4 separate regions of the Mus musculus genome follow, and all the other regions are linked to region 1. The links are chromatin contacts, called in public Hi-C and HiChIP or PLAC-seq maps. All regions are on one chromosome and are shown on one strand. Each heading gives the region's core, a stretch centred on a gene start, on an enhancer-like site or on the middle of the called end of the contact. The rest is flanking DNA. Distances are from core to core; before and after follow the strand shown. Region 1 overlaps Snd1 (staphylococcal nuclease and tudor domain containing 1). Region 2 overlaps Snd1 (staphylococcal nuclease and tudor domain containing 1). Region 3 overlaps Snd1 (staphylococcal nuclease and tudor domain containing 1). Region 4 overlaps Snd1 (staphylococcal nuclease and tudor domain containing 1).

Evidence for each region. Hi-C and Micro-C count contacts between places; a contact is called where the count stands out from the background. HiChIP or PLAC-seq counts read pairs in DNA pulled down with a chosen protein or histone mark.
Region 2: a contact with region 1 is called in an H3K27ac HiChIP or PLAC-seq map of SST interneurons, with 2.2 times the contacts expected there. The contact joins two enhancer-like sites. A contact is called at or near these places in 2 of 484 Hi-C or Micro-C datasets (muscle stem cells and myocytes), 5 of 115 datasets of contacts at active chromatin or transcription factors (SST interneurons, astrocytes, embryonic stem cells and 2 more) and 4 of 9 other capture datasets (adipose tissue, embryonic stem cells, liver and 1 more).
Region 3: a Hi-C map of liver shows a contact between it and region 1, with 2.0 times the contacts expected there. The contact joins two enhancer-like sites. A contact is called at or near these places in 1 of 484 Hi-C or Micro-C datasets (liver), 4 of 115 datasets of contacts at active chromatin or transcription factors (kidney, large pre-B cells, memory CD8 T cells and 1 more) and 4 of 9 other capture datasets (adipose tissue, embryonic stem cells, liver and 1 more).
Region 4: a contact with region 1 is called in an H3K27ac HiChIP or PLAC-seq map of oligodendrocyte precursor cells, with 7 times the contacts expected there. The contact joins two enhancer-like sites. A contact is called at or near these places in 3 of 484 Hi-C or Micro-C datasets (the HPC-7 cell line, nephron progenitors and ventricular fibroblasts), 2 of 115 datasets of contacts at active chromatin or transcription factors (embryonic basal ganglia and oligodendrocyte precursor cells) and 2 of 9 other capture datasets (embryonic stem cells and pancreatic islet).

The regions. Positions count from the first base shown.
Region 1 is chr6:28,571,354-28,574,691 of GRCm38.p6, forward strand. All of the region lies in intron 10 of Snd1 (staphylococcal nuclease and tudor domain containing 1), which reads left to right. Among named protein-coding and RNA genes, the nearest start is that of Snd1, 93 kb to the left of the region's middle. Within about 2 kb of position 1,753, at least 71 of the 459 cell types and tissues checked have an H3K27ac peak or open chromatin away from gene starts, as enhancers often do. A contact at or near this core is called in SST interneurons, liver and oligodendrocyte precursor cells, where this site is marked.
Region 2 is chr6:28,713,480-28,716,854 of GRCm38.p6, forward strand. The region is part of intron 13 of Snd1 (staphylococcal nuclease and tudor domain containing 1); the gene reads left to right. Among named protein-coding and RNA genes, the nearest start is that of Lrrc4, 120 kb to the right of the region's middle. Within about 2 kb of position 1,547, at least 4 of the 459 cell types and tissues checked have an H3K27ac peak or open chromatin away from gene starts, as enhancers often do. A contact at or near this core is called in SST interneurons, where this site is marked.
Region 3 is chr6:28,732,830-28,735,855 of GRCm38.p6, forward strand. All of the region lies in intron 14 of Snd1 (staphylococcal nuclease and tudor domain containing 1), which reads left to right. Among named protein-coding and RNA genes, the nearest start is that of Lrrc4, 97 kb to the right of the region's middle. Within about 2 kb of position 1,297, at least 7 of the 459 cell types and tissues checked have an H3K27ac peak or open chromatin away from gene starts, as enhancers often do. A contact at or near this core is called in liver, where this site is marked.
Region 4 is chr6:28,781,992-28,785,165 of GRCm38.p6, forward strand. The region is part of intron 15 of Snd1 (staphylococcal nuclease and tudor domain containing 1); the gene reads left to right. Among named protein-coding and RNA genes, the nearest start is that of Lrrc4, 48 kb to the right of the region's middle. Within about 2 kb of position 1,325, at least 28 of the 459 cell types and tissues checked have an H3K27ac peak or open chromatin away from gene starts, as enhancers often do. A contact at or near this core is called in oligodendrocyte precursor cells, where this site is marked.

The DNA.
Region 1 (3,338 bases), core at 503-3,002:
GGTGCAAGCATGTTGATTTGGAGGAACCAATTTTGAATAGAAATCGTAAAAGAAAGATGAAAAATTAGGGCAGTTTACCAAAGTAATGTTTTGTGTAGCAACAAGAAATTTTTTAAAGGTGAACAAAAGCTTCTTGTCGACCCAGCAGAGGTTTTATCAGCTGCAGATGGTCATAAACTAAGTACTGACAAGGTTGGGCTAGACCTCGAAATGCTTTCAGTGTGTTGTTTCCTGTGAGTGCAGAGTTTGACCGCTGGACTACAGGTGAGAGGAAGCTTAAGGAAATAGACATCTACACCCCTTGTCTCAGATCCTTAGGTTGCGTTCGGAGGTTCTGGGTCTTTGAAAAGGTATGTGGGAAGTTGGGGAAATAGCTTAATGCATGAAGCCCTTGCTGTGTGAGCATGAGGACCTGAGCTCAAATCCCTAGTGTCGTAGAAATGCTGGTAGGGTCTGGTGGCCTGCCTTTGATCCCATTACTTGGGAAGCTGACCAGCTAGCCAAACTGGCAAGCTCTCCGTTCAAGTGAGAAACCCTGCCTCAACATAGAAGGTGGAGCAATCAAAGACATGCTTGTACATATGTGCCCCAGCAAACACACAGAGAGAAAGGTCACACAGAGCACTTGTGGTGTAGTAATGACATAATACCTACCTCAGTGGGTTGTGAATAACACCCCTGTAATTAAACGCTGATTTTTCTTTTTCTCCAGTACAACATGAATGTTTCTGTTATGGGACAAAGACTTAAAAGTCACTTGGATCTCTTCATGTGAGGTTTTGTAACAGTGTCAGGTCAAGTTCTGTTTTACTGCCAAGTGTGTTATAAGACTAGAGAACTTTAACAGTGAAGGGACAGAGGCAGAAAGCCACATCTGACAACTTTCTTTAAAAAAATAACTTTGTTCTTTTCTACACTCAAGAAAATTCTTTCCAGTCGAGTTAGCTTTCCTTGGGCTTGTTTGTAATGGTAACAGGTATCTATCTGTGGATGGTAGCGTGGTTTTGATTTACTAATAGCCCTGGAGGGGTAGGGCATACTAAGTGCTTCCTTGATGATTGTGAAGTCAAACTGGAAAACTAAGCATCATAAGCAAACAACTCTATTTTATATGTCTTTGGCATTGATTTCTATTTTGTCCAGGTCCATGCATTTTCTCCCTCTTGTTCAAAGATATAAGTACAGATCTGGACCTACGGTTATAAATGGCTACCCTTGGGTCTAAAGAAACAGAAGTAGCTTCTCTGGAGGGCTGTTTGCAGATATGGGATTCATAGGAAGGCTAGAGCTTTTCATGATATAGTGATGTGCATTGTTTTACATGTCAGACCGTAAAGCTGTCATTTTGTCAGTACTGTGTGTGTCCACTTTCTTATGCTACCCTTTTTATTTTCCCTTATTTTATATAGGAGTTGAGGCAGGGGTTAGATTCAGAAGGTTTTCCAAGGGAACTTTGTATAGTAATGAGAAAGGATGTTGGCGAAAGGGAAGCGGTCTTGATTTGGCCTAGTGACATTCTAGACTGGCTTCAGTGTCCTCCTTTGTTTGCAGGTAAAAGGGTAAGGTTTGGTATGATTCAGAGCAGTGCCCTGTTATAGCAAATCTGTGGCTAGAGGAGCATTTGAAATATACAGAGTCCTTGCAGTTTTGCCGGATTGTTGTTCTGAACAAATGACCCTATTGCGTTCCCTGGTTACTCAGCACCCTGTGGACACTGGCCTAGTCATGGGCAATTGGCTGTCCAAATAGCGTGTGCGGTTTTGCAGCCTGAGCTCTTAGTGAGGATGAGGCGCAGCGCCTCCCCAGCTGACTGCTCCAGGGAGCATTACCCGGTGTGCAGCTGTTGCCTGAATCCTAAGTAGCATCCGGTGTGAGGCTGGCGCCTTCCCGCTCCCCTTCCTTTTTACTTGCTGCTCTGTGAATATCTGATCGATGGGGCTGGGTGTTGGCAGAAATCCAGAAAAGCCAGCCATGTTGTTAGATGTAGCATTTTGGCCTCTCCAATCTAAGCTTTTCTTTTTTGTCAACATTTAAGATGTAGTTTTTGCAAACAGCTGTAGAGCTGAATAGCAGGAGTTGTGCTGGTCACTGTGGCCTGTAAATGGTGAGTGATTTTCATTCTCCTCTCTACTGAAGATGAGCACATGGCAGTGTGGAGAGGATAAGCATGAAGGTAAGCAGCCCTGTGATCTGCAGTGCCTGTCTTCACCTGCCAGTCAGCAGCACACACTTGGCAAATCCTAGCTGTATGGGAGACAGGCCATCCACTCCACTGCCCTCCATACTGCTCTGCTGTAGTCTTGGTTGTTCCAGGGCTCAGCTCTCTACTTTTATGTTGCTTCCCATTTGTCAGCAGGAGAGAAACTTAAGGAGAAGGAGGAGGAGGACTGCCTCCCCCTCCATGGAAGTCTAAATCGTAACTAATGAAGCAGTATTAAATTCTGAGACCTATTACATCTCTATAACCACTCACCTCCGCTTTGTGACTGAAATCACTAAAGATCCAAATATCTACTGTATGCACATGCAAAGAAAAAATTTAACTTTAACCCTGAAATTTAAAATTGAAAAAGTAATTTCTCTAAATATCCATCTTTTTTTTTTCAACCTATTAAAACAATGTAAAGACCCCTTGGCTCCTGAGTGTGACCCACCCGTCAGATCTGATGAAGGCACTAGGCTTCCAGACCTAGCTCTACCTTCCTGTCCCTAGTGTTGTCTGAAGAGTCCCTCATGACTGCCAGTATTGATCAGCTGCTGTTCCCTGAACTCCTGTGTGTGTTCTTTGGCAACAAGGAGATAAACAGGGTATTGACCCAGAGATCTTGACACACTCCTGGATTTTTAGGGACAAATAGCAGCCCCCTTCAGAGTGCAGAGTGCTGAAAGTCCAGTGGCTGCTTCTGAATAATGACTTCCTGTCAAGTGGCTCGAAGGGTTTGATGGAGAAGAGGCTGGGTTTCAATTCTTCTGGAGTAGCATGTGCTTTGGGCAAGATGATCTGACTGGAAACTTGTGCTAATAGGAAACAGTGTGCAGGCCCTGAGAGGCGAGGCAGTGGGAAGCTCCTGCAGCCCTGCGGACTCCAAACCACATGTTGTTTGTGTGAGTGTTTGAAGTGAAATTGAATTTTTATTTTCCTAATGTGTTTTTGTAATTAGGAAAAATTCCTTCTTTTTCTCACTGCCATGTAACACAAACCCCAGTTCCTAGTTCCTCCATCAAATCTTGTCTATTCTATGCAGACCTAGGGGAAAGGTGGGACAAGAAAGGCCCTAGGTGCTGCGGGTCTGTGCCTTCTCATTTATGAACAATAATAATCTATGTTTTTTCAGAAA
Region 2 (3,375 bases), core at 297-2,796, 140 kb after region 1:
AAATATTTGTGTACTTTGGAATGAGTCAGGACTGCTATGTTGTATCACAAGTTGCTATGTTGTATCACAAGTTTTCTCTGTTAGGGTTTCTATTACTGCAACAAAAACACCATGACCAAAAGCAAGTTGGAGAGGAATAGGTTTATTGGGCTTACACTTACAAATCATAGTCCATCTTTGGAGGAAGTCATGACAGGAAGTCATGACAGGAACTCAAGCAGGGCTGGAACTTGGAGGCAGGAGCGGATGCAGAGGCCATACTTACTGGCTTGCTTCCCCTGGCTTTCTCAGCCTACTTTCTTATAGAACCCAGGGTGACCAGCCCAGGGATAGCACTACCCACAATGGGCTGGACTCTTCCCCCATTGATCACTAATTGAAAACTTGCCTTACAATTGGATCTCAAGAAGGCATTTCATCAACTGATAAGGCTCCTTTCTCTTGTGATGGCTCTAGCTTGTGTCTAGTTGACACACAAACCAGCCAGCACACAAGGTATAGATGACATGGGTTTATCCAAACTCCCAGAAAGCAGATCTTACTGTTAGGATCAATTGTTTCAGCTCTGTTTTATTTTGCATGCAATGGTTTAGCGTCCATTTCTACTCTTTATATTCATTCTCTCTCTCTCTCTCTCTCTCTCTCTCTCTCTCTCTCTCTCTTATATCTTGGATCACAGGCAGTAAGAATAATAGTGGTGAACAAAAAAAGAGAATAGGTATAGGTTGAACTCTTACAAAGTATGCAGTCCCAAAAGGATGGGCATTAAATAATTAAATATCTAGAGTGGTACCTCCTATTTCTTTGCTTTTCTCACTTGTTTTCTTCGCTCTTCCTTTTTCATCCTACTTATTATTAACACTGCTTGCTTTACATCTTTTTCTATTCCATCTCTCATTTCTATTAAATTTTCCCATGAGAGTATCTCCTTGAAACTCTTCATTTTTGTTTGGCCTCTGTTCTTACCGTCTCAATAGTTTAGTGGGACAGCTTTAAAGAAACCAAGATTTCTCACTTTGAATCTAATGACCTCAACAAGTAAAAATTCTCTCTGAATAAAACTGGAACTACTGAACAGTGTTAAAAAGAGCTTTTCTCTCCCTGATTATTCTGGCTTTTCGCTTGAGCATCATAGAAAGTGGAAGTAGATGAATGCTTGTCTGGCCTCTTCACCAGGTATATTACCTCATGCCAGAGCAGGTTGGAAACCAGCACTGGGAATGGAAAGTAGCCTTTCTCTGAAATAGCCTCTTGGCTTCCTTTCATTTTAACTCTGGAGATGGCAACCCCCCCCCCCCAACCTATTTTTGGATTGCAGTTTGGTGTTACAGTCATGAGGTTGTTAATTGGCTTCAACATGTGGTGGGGTTTCGGGGGAGGGTTCAGTGTTGGGGAGTAGGGTAGATCAGCTATTGCAAGTGGATATGATAACAGGAAAATGCATTAAAAGAGCTGGTGTGGGGAAGTGATTTGAAGACACAGCTGAGTGTGGGGAAATTTAGCTTTTTCCCTTTCTTCAGAAAAGATGATGCACTCAACATCCAAATAGCAGTAATCAATGTGCATTTAAGGCAGCACAAATGGCCACTTCTGGAGAGCTGTATAATGCCTCCATTCCCAGTGAGTTTTCTCCTTTAGGATATTAAGAGGATCTGCTCACTCCCTCCATCCTCTTTTCCTCCTTCCCCTCCCCTGGTTTTGATGTAAGCTATGAGAGCTGACTGGTGACCAAGGGGAATGGGGCTAAGCTAGAGCCCATTTGCTCTGTGTGCTCCCCTGGGTCCTAGGTTTGTAGAGAGTTCCGGCAGTCATGGTCAGATAATAAGCTGCTAATAATAATAAGTACATCTTACATAATATTTCCTGCAGTCATTAGTCTGTGCTGACTGTATTCCTTCAGAGGACATTGGTCCAGACTTGCCTTTCTGGACCATCTGATCACGGTCACTATTCTTCAGTGCATGCAGCTGGTCCATTCAGAGCTTGTGCATTGTTTGCCTTCTTACTGTCTTCTGAGCTCACTTCTTGGTCCTTCCAGAAAATGTTCATGCATTTGAAGACCAACATATAGTGAATATATTTTAATCTGAAGTAAACTGTAGCAGTGAAGTGATAACTGATTGAGGAACACGGCTGTAAACAACTCCTAACTACTGTAAAGCAAATCCCATTATGTGACCTTTTATGGCAGATTTAATCTTCATTACTTTAGCAATTGTAACCATGGTTATAAGCAAAGAGAACAAGCATGAAGCAGACAAGCTTAAATTTCTCTGCATGCTTGACTTTTTTCTTGCTCTTGACTCTGGTCTCCTTCATACACAGTTGTTGGCTCCATAGTTCTATTGCTTCTGCATAGCCGCCACCTGACTAAAGTGAAAATAATTAGGATGCAAGGATGCTCGCTTGATTGAGCCCCTCTGCAATGGCAGGTGCCAGAGTGGTTCTGCAAGCTGAGATTGTATTAGCTATATCCCTAGCCTTCTTGGTTATAATCCTTAGAAATCTCTTAGAGGGCTGATAATGTGAGTAATTAAACACTGATCCATCAGTGCCCAGTTTTATAGCTGTTGTAGAATCCACTTCATAGCTGTCTTTCCTTTGCCAGCCTCTTTGCTTCTCACTTTTAGTAGACTCCCTTGTGCATTTCTCTTTTATCTTAAGCTGCCTCTGTTCCCCCTCCTGCTTTGGACCCAGAAATTGAGAAGGATTACTTCCCATTCCTCCTGCTTTTGCATCAAGTTCAGAGAGCTGAATCTCCAGAGGATGCCAGCCAGTTCAAGTCAGCATTGCTTACACTGGAAAAGAATTTTCTAAAAAACCTGTGCTAAATATGTGTGGCTTTTCACTCGACTCAAAAGACACATTGCATTTTCCTATAACTGGGCTGGTGAGATGGCTCAGTGGCTAAAGATGCTTGCTACCAAGGCTGTTCAGCTAAATTTGATTCCCTGGGACCCACATGTTGGAAAGAAGGAATAGAACTAGCTGTAAATTCCCCTACATAATAAATAAGTCAATGTATTTTTAAAAAGTAATGTAAACAATTCTGTAACTGCCTTATGTCTGTTGAGCAACATACCATATCAAGTTTATTGTGATAAATTCAGTAATTCAAAATATATAGATGATTTAAACGGATAAATAAATAGTTGCAAAGGCTAAGATACATTTGAAGCATGAGCTCCATGTAAAACCACCTGAATCTAAGAGTATTCACAAGCAGTGTCCATGGGAGCCCGCGTGCTTGGTCTGGCTGACCTTGGAAGGGAGGTACAAAAAACAAGGAATTTCTTCCTCTGTGCAATAGCAGTCTTTCCATGCCTCTGAATCTTTAGGACGTAATTTACAAACTGCCCACCAGTTCGTTTAAGA
Region 3 (3,026 bases), core at 47-2,546, 160 kb after region 1:
TGGGCTTTTTCCCCCATGCATTTCTCATGTAAAATCAATGAATGAACAATTAAACTGTATGTATTTGGTAAGAGCTTTTTAAGTGCCAGATACAGTGCTGGATATTGAGGATTGGACCAGACCAATGTATTCTTTATGGATCTACATAGTTAGTTATATAATTATTGTGAGGATTGGAGCAGAGTCCCAGGAGTATATACTAATGACCACAATTTGTTCACGATGGCCTGACAGGGAGAAATGGCTGGAGCTCGAGTTGTGCCATGGAGGCAGCAAGACAAGTGGATCTAGATCAGGAAAGGGATGAAGAGAACTGGGTAGGAGATGAGGGGACAGGGTGGAAGACTTAAGCGAGGAACTGCCATGCATGAACAGTATTGACAAGGTCACAAAGAACTCTCTGTGGAAGTATATTTGTTTCATATACGATAGACTTCCACAGAGTAGATTTTAGAATGAAATTAGGAATTTCTGAACATGTTAATAGTAAGCATGCATGAACCATTCTGTGGTTTCTAAGCCAGTGGTTTGAAAGCTGTTGGATGCATAGATATCCATGTGCATAATTGCCTCAAATCCTTTTTAAATTAAATTTTATTGTACCATTATTATGATGCACGTATGATAAGCATGAGTGTAAATGGGTGCTACATAAATGTAGAAGTCAACGGACAACATTTTGGAGTTACTTCTCTCCTATAATAGATTCTGGGAATTAAATTACCCACTAAGTCATCACATCATTTCCATATATGTGTAAGAAATATCTATTTTTATTTGAGTCAGGGTCTCAAATATGTAGCCCTGTTTGGCCTGGAACATGCTGGCCTGGAATTACAGAATTCTGCCTGCCTGCCTCTGCCTCCAAAGCTCTAGGATTAAAGATATGCAATATCATAATTTTATTTAAATTAATTTTTAAATTGTAATGTATCTGAGATATCTGTGTATGTATAGGTGCACACCCAGCATAGCCTACATGGGGTGGTCAGAGGGCCTGGTCCAGGAGTTGGAGCTCTCTTTCCATGAATTCCAAGAATCTTGCTCAATAGAGACAAACATCTCTGCCCTCAAACCATCCTACAAGTTCCACAGAGCACATGAAGAGGAATCCCTAGGCCTTGGCCTTTTTTCTCAAATATAAAGGTCATATAGCAGTATGAGGGACTTGCTGGCAAAGGAAATTGAAAAGCCTGTTGCCCAAGATTGCCAATGTTTAAAAAGTCTCACTACACAAACTCTGCTGTTTCACTGTTACTTGAGATAAAGATCTAAGAATTGCTCAACAGGTAGTTTGGCACCATGTTCTTAGTTTGTGTAGGGTAGCAGAAGCAGGGTAGTCGGGGTGGGGGTTGGGGAGGTGGAGGTGGTGGTGGCAGAAGTTAGACTCAACCCACCTGGATTAGCAGAAGAGCTACTATACTTTCCAGCAGTGTGCACATGTGATAATGGGACCTGCATAGTGCCTGAAAACTCCGAGAGCGCCTACAAGTGTAAATGCCCCAATGGAGGGAGAGAACAATGGAAGTGAGATTAGAGCTCCTTAGTTGAACACACCAATTGTGACCTCACCAAAATGCATTTCAGTTGCATCACTCTGTCACTGAGGATTTCACTCATAGCAGATCATCAATGTAGTCCACATGTAGTTTACTTAAACTGAAAGCTACCGGGTGAGGCTAGGAGTGAGTGCTACATAACAGCTTCAGAAGAGTGTGTAACCTCCAGTACAAACGATCTACAGCAAACTACCATAAAGATGGTTTTTCTGTAGGGGTTGCTCTCTGCTTTGTAAGCTTCTTATCAATTGTTCCCACTGTGTAGAATCCTGGGTACACTTTATTAATCTGTTGCTGAGCATGGCTTTGAGGCATTTTTACAGCGTACTGCTGCCTTACTAAGAACACATTTTATTTTAACTTCTCAAACCAGTCTGATATGTGAGCTTTGTTTATTTTGTACCTTTCTGACTTTGAACCATAATTATCTATGTAAAGTCTTCCTTTCTTTGAAGAAGGACTCCTAAGTTTGTTGTCTGTACTGGGAAGCACTCTGCGTACAGCCCTTTGATTGAGTCAGAACAAATTTCATATCAGCTCCCAGTGATGTTTTCCACATCATTTACAGACTAGTCAACATCAAAAGTATTTGTCTCAAAAGATAACAAATTTATTGCAGAGGGCTCCAGAGCTAGAGGGATGGTTATCTGACCTAACTGATTTGTAAGTTTATTTGTAAGTAGAATTAGTCTTGAATGTTAATAATAAATAAGAAAACCTCTTTTCCTTCCATAGAAAAACTTTGTTTTTAACTAAGTCTACTATAAGTAGGTGACAGAAGGAAGTAAAAATCACCTGTGCCTCTGCGCTGGGAAGAGATTAGTTAAGCAGAGGCGCCGTCCCCGCTTCTTTTCCCTTTTGATAAAGTTCTTTTCCGAGACTGGATGTCGCTGCTTGAAGGAGTCTGCTCTTTCCTTCCACCTTGTGGGCCCCAGGGGTTGAAGTCAGACATTCGTGCGGTATCCACTGAGTCACCTCACCAGCTTTTATTTGTTTTCTTAATGATAGCTGTTCTGACTGGCGTGAGATCTGGACTCTTGATGCAGAGTTAGTTTGCATTTACCTGATAGGAACATTTATCAGTTTTTTTTGTGTGTTTAAAGGCCATTTCTTTTTTATATTTTGACCACTGTTTGAAGGACTCCAATTGCTCAGAAAATAAAACCGAGAGTTAATAAAATGAAGTTATAAATTTCTGCTTACCAGTGGAAATAACTGAGTGGCCAGATTGATATTAAAATGGGAGGAAATCTTGACTAACCCTCCTACAGGATTAATAGCTAAGATGTATTTTATCTCAGCTGTACAATCAGCTCCTAGATGAGGACATAGGTGGTATTTAGTACCATTGGGTAGGTGGGTGGCTTCAAGTGTCATATTGTAATTGCCTTAATCTACCTGTTCAAGTTGTATTTAAGGATAGTATGAGAGAGAGGGGGGGAGAGAAATCACAGTCTGTGATTTTTA
Region 4 (3,174 bases), core at 75-2,574, 210 kb after region 1:
AACTACAAAGATTAATATGTTACAACATCCCTGCCAGAGCATTGGTAAAAAGGAAATAAGAATGTTAGGGGCCTACAAATTATAAATGTCAGCTCTGTCTGAACACACAAGGTCACTTCAGTGGTCTCCATCTATCCTGAGCCCTTGGAGTTTCTCCTGCTGTCTCCTCACTCCTGCCGGCCTGAAGATCCCTAGCAGACTTCTGGGATGCTCACCAGGCTGCCTCTGGAAGAGGAATCTGCTTTTCTGTTCCCTAGATATGGACTGGTAATTGTCTGAGTATTCAGAGAAGTAAAGAAGTCTATATTCTGGCAACCCAGAACTTCTATCATTATTGACTGAGCTTGAAGCTCCAGGCAGACTAGAAGATACCAGACATCCCTACCGAACATCCACCTGTCCTCCTGGCTCCAACCTGAACAACTGTTGGCTAAGGCTGAATCACAAAACAAAGGATGTTTTTGTTTAGTGGCCTGACTCTGTATGAAACATTGATCTTGGTTTTCTTTTCCTTGTGGCTGTTATGCTGTGGAATTTGCTTCACGGGGCAGCCCTCTATAGACAGCTGTCCTCTTTGCCATTCAGCAGCTAGTACCTCCCAGAGAGGTTGCCTGGGATGGAAATGCCAACACAAACGTGCTTATATGGCCCTAGCACTAGCATTTCATTTTTAGAGATCTTATTGCCTTCTGATCTTGAGAGATCTGTTTTTGGGCCAAAGGACATCCCCAGTAACTTATAAATTGTGGAAGGCAAAGCACAGAAAGATACCTGTCCAGGGCTGGCCACTTTTATTTTGTTTGTTTTACATTCAAAGGGTACACACAATGAATTCTTTTAATGACCAAACCTATGGGCACAAATAGTAGTTGTTATTATCAAATATGTTATTTCATCAAATAGATAATTACAAGGACTTATAGCCCTATATTCTCTTTATAATTTTCTTGTCACCAGCCTCTTGCATATACTCAGGCATTTAGCATAGTACAAATGACATGGTTCATGACACAGCTCAGAAGAAGCAGTGAGCTTGCTTGCTTGCTTGCTTGCTTGCTTGCTTGCTTGCTTGCTTGCTTGCTTGCAAGTATGTATGAGAGAAGTGGAGAGAAAACCATCTACTGAGGTGTGCAGGATGGTAAAAAGAACCAGGCATACTGTATGGAACAGGAAGGGTGTGCCTAAAAGAAAGTAACCCTTCTTCCAGGAATGGTGGCCAGATAGAAGCAAGATTGAAAGGTTCCGCTATGGCTGTCCTGCTCCACTGTCCTGCAGGCACTCTCACTGTGTCTGTGATAGACACAGCCTGTTCTCAAGCCTTCTGAGTGACTGGAGCTATTGTTAACAGTCACAGTCACTCTTGTTAGACTCCTGCATTCTTCCCTCACTCTCCTTCCCAGTCTTTGTCCTCTTTCCTTGGGTAAATGAGCACATAGATATGTGAACTCACACATGCTCTTGCATCCTAGCCTTCCCCACTCCACCCCCATATTATCAGGGACTGTGCCAGACTGAGCTTTGTGCAGGAAGTTTTACTCTCCCTACCATTCTAAGCACTAGACTACCACTTTTTCCTGCCCACCGCCCCTCCCCTGCCTCATACGTACTTTGCTTGTGTGTCCTGATGTGGGGAAGATGTCTACCCAGTAATACGGTGGTGTACATGTTAAAGCAGTCTTCTGACCCTGGAGAGACAGCCTGTTGTCCCAGGTATATCTAGGGAAGCTGGTCTTTCTGGGATCTGAGTTTCCTCCTACTGACTTTGCCTCCCTCCAGTTTTCCAGTGGAAGCTTTCTGTCCAGTGTTAAAGTAAAAATCCTGGAACTTTTGTGCCCTATTGTTCCTATGTGATGGGAGCTTAAAGCTTTACTAAGTACACACTGCCTTCCCTGAGCACTGGCCTCAGTGGTGCCCGAGACAGTCTCTGCTGCAGTGCTGTGGCATCAGTGACAACTAAAAAAGATCCTTTTTGTCCCCCTTCAGGTCTTCCAAACGGGATATAATTACTTCAGTAGACCAGTTTTTCCCTGAATTCTGCAAGGTGGATTCTGGGCAGTGGTTTAGATTTGCTGTTCCTTTTCATCCCCAGAGCGCTCGACTGAGAGAAGGAAATGAATAGGCTGCTTGTCACACCACCACCGGGGTCTCCACTGTGCCTTTGGGCTGCTGCTGAGTTGAGAATGGAAATGGGCTGGAAAGGGGGCCAGTGGAGGCCAGAAGCCTCTAAGAGGACAGTCCCCATTCTGGGGATGGCTTTTCCTCAACTGGCTAAGTCCTGCTCTGTCACTGTAGCTTCCTGCCAGCGAAGAATTCTGAAGGCCCAGTCACAGGGTGAGACTCATACACCATTCCACCCCACCTCACTCTAAATCTTCCCTAAGGCAAAACACCTCTAAGCTCCTGAACTTGATTCTCAGTAGTGAAAAATGAAACTACTCCCTACTGTATACTCCACACCCCTTTAGATCTTTTTTAATTAAATCAACCAAAAAGGTATTTTCAGAGACACGACTCTTCATATTATGTAGGTTTAAAGAGGGAAAAGACTGAGATAGTAGGAAATCAAAACTCTTGTCTCATGAGGGTCTTGAGTGTTTAGCCTAGAGAAAATAAGACATAGGATGAGAAAAAATAGATGTTGTATCTTCAAATATTTGAAGGCTGTCAGATGGGTAGTAGAGGTTTTATATGGTCCCAAGGAATTACACAAGTCTTATAGGGCCTGGAATGTCAGATTGCCGAATTCTGATATTACTTGGTGAAATACAGGTTGCCACTCAAGGGTTTTGAGCAAAATGTGTGCTTTAGAAGATTATTCTGGTAGCGGTGTGTATTTAAAAAAATCTCTATAAAGGAAAATGGATGGCAGGCAGGGAAATCAGAAGATCCTTGGCTAGAATTCAGGGGTCTGAATGAGGAATGTTCTGTTGAGTAGAGAGGGCAAGAGCTATGGAGATTAAGTAAAAAGAATTGTTAGGACAGAGCATGCACTGGCTCATGTGGGTAGAGAAGGAAAGAAGCAACAAGTAATGAGTGATATTTTCCAGCATGGGAAGAGGGAGGTTAAGCCAGAAGCAGAAGGCACAGGATGAGAAACAGACAAAGAAGAGTTTAGCTTAGGTACACTGAATTTGAGGTATTATTAATTGGACACCCAAGGAGAAATCTCTGTCA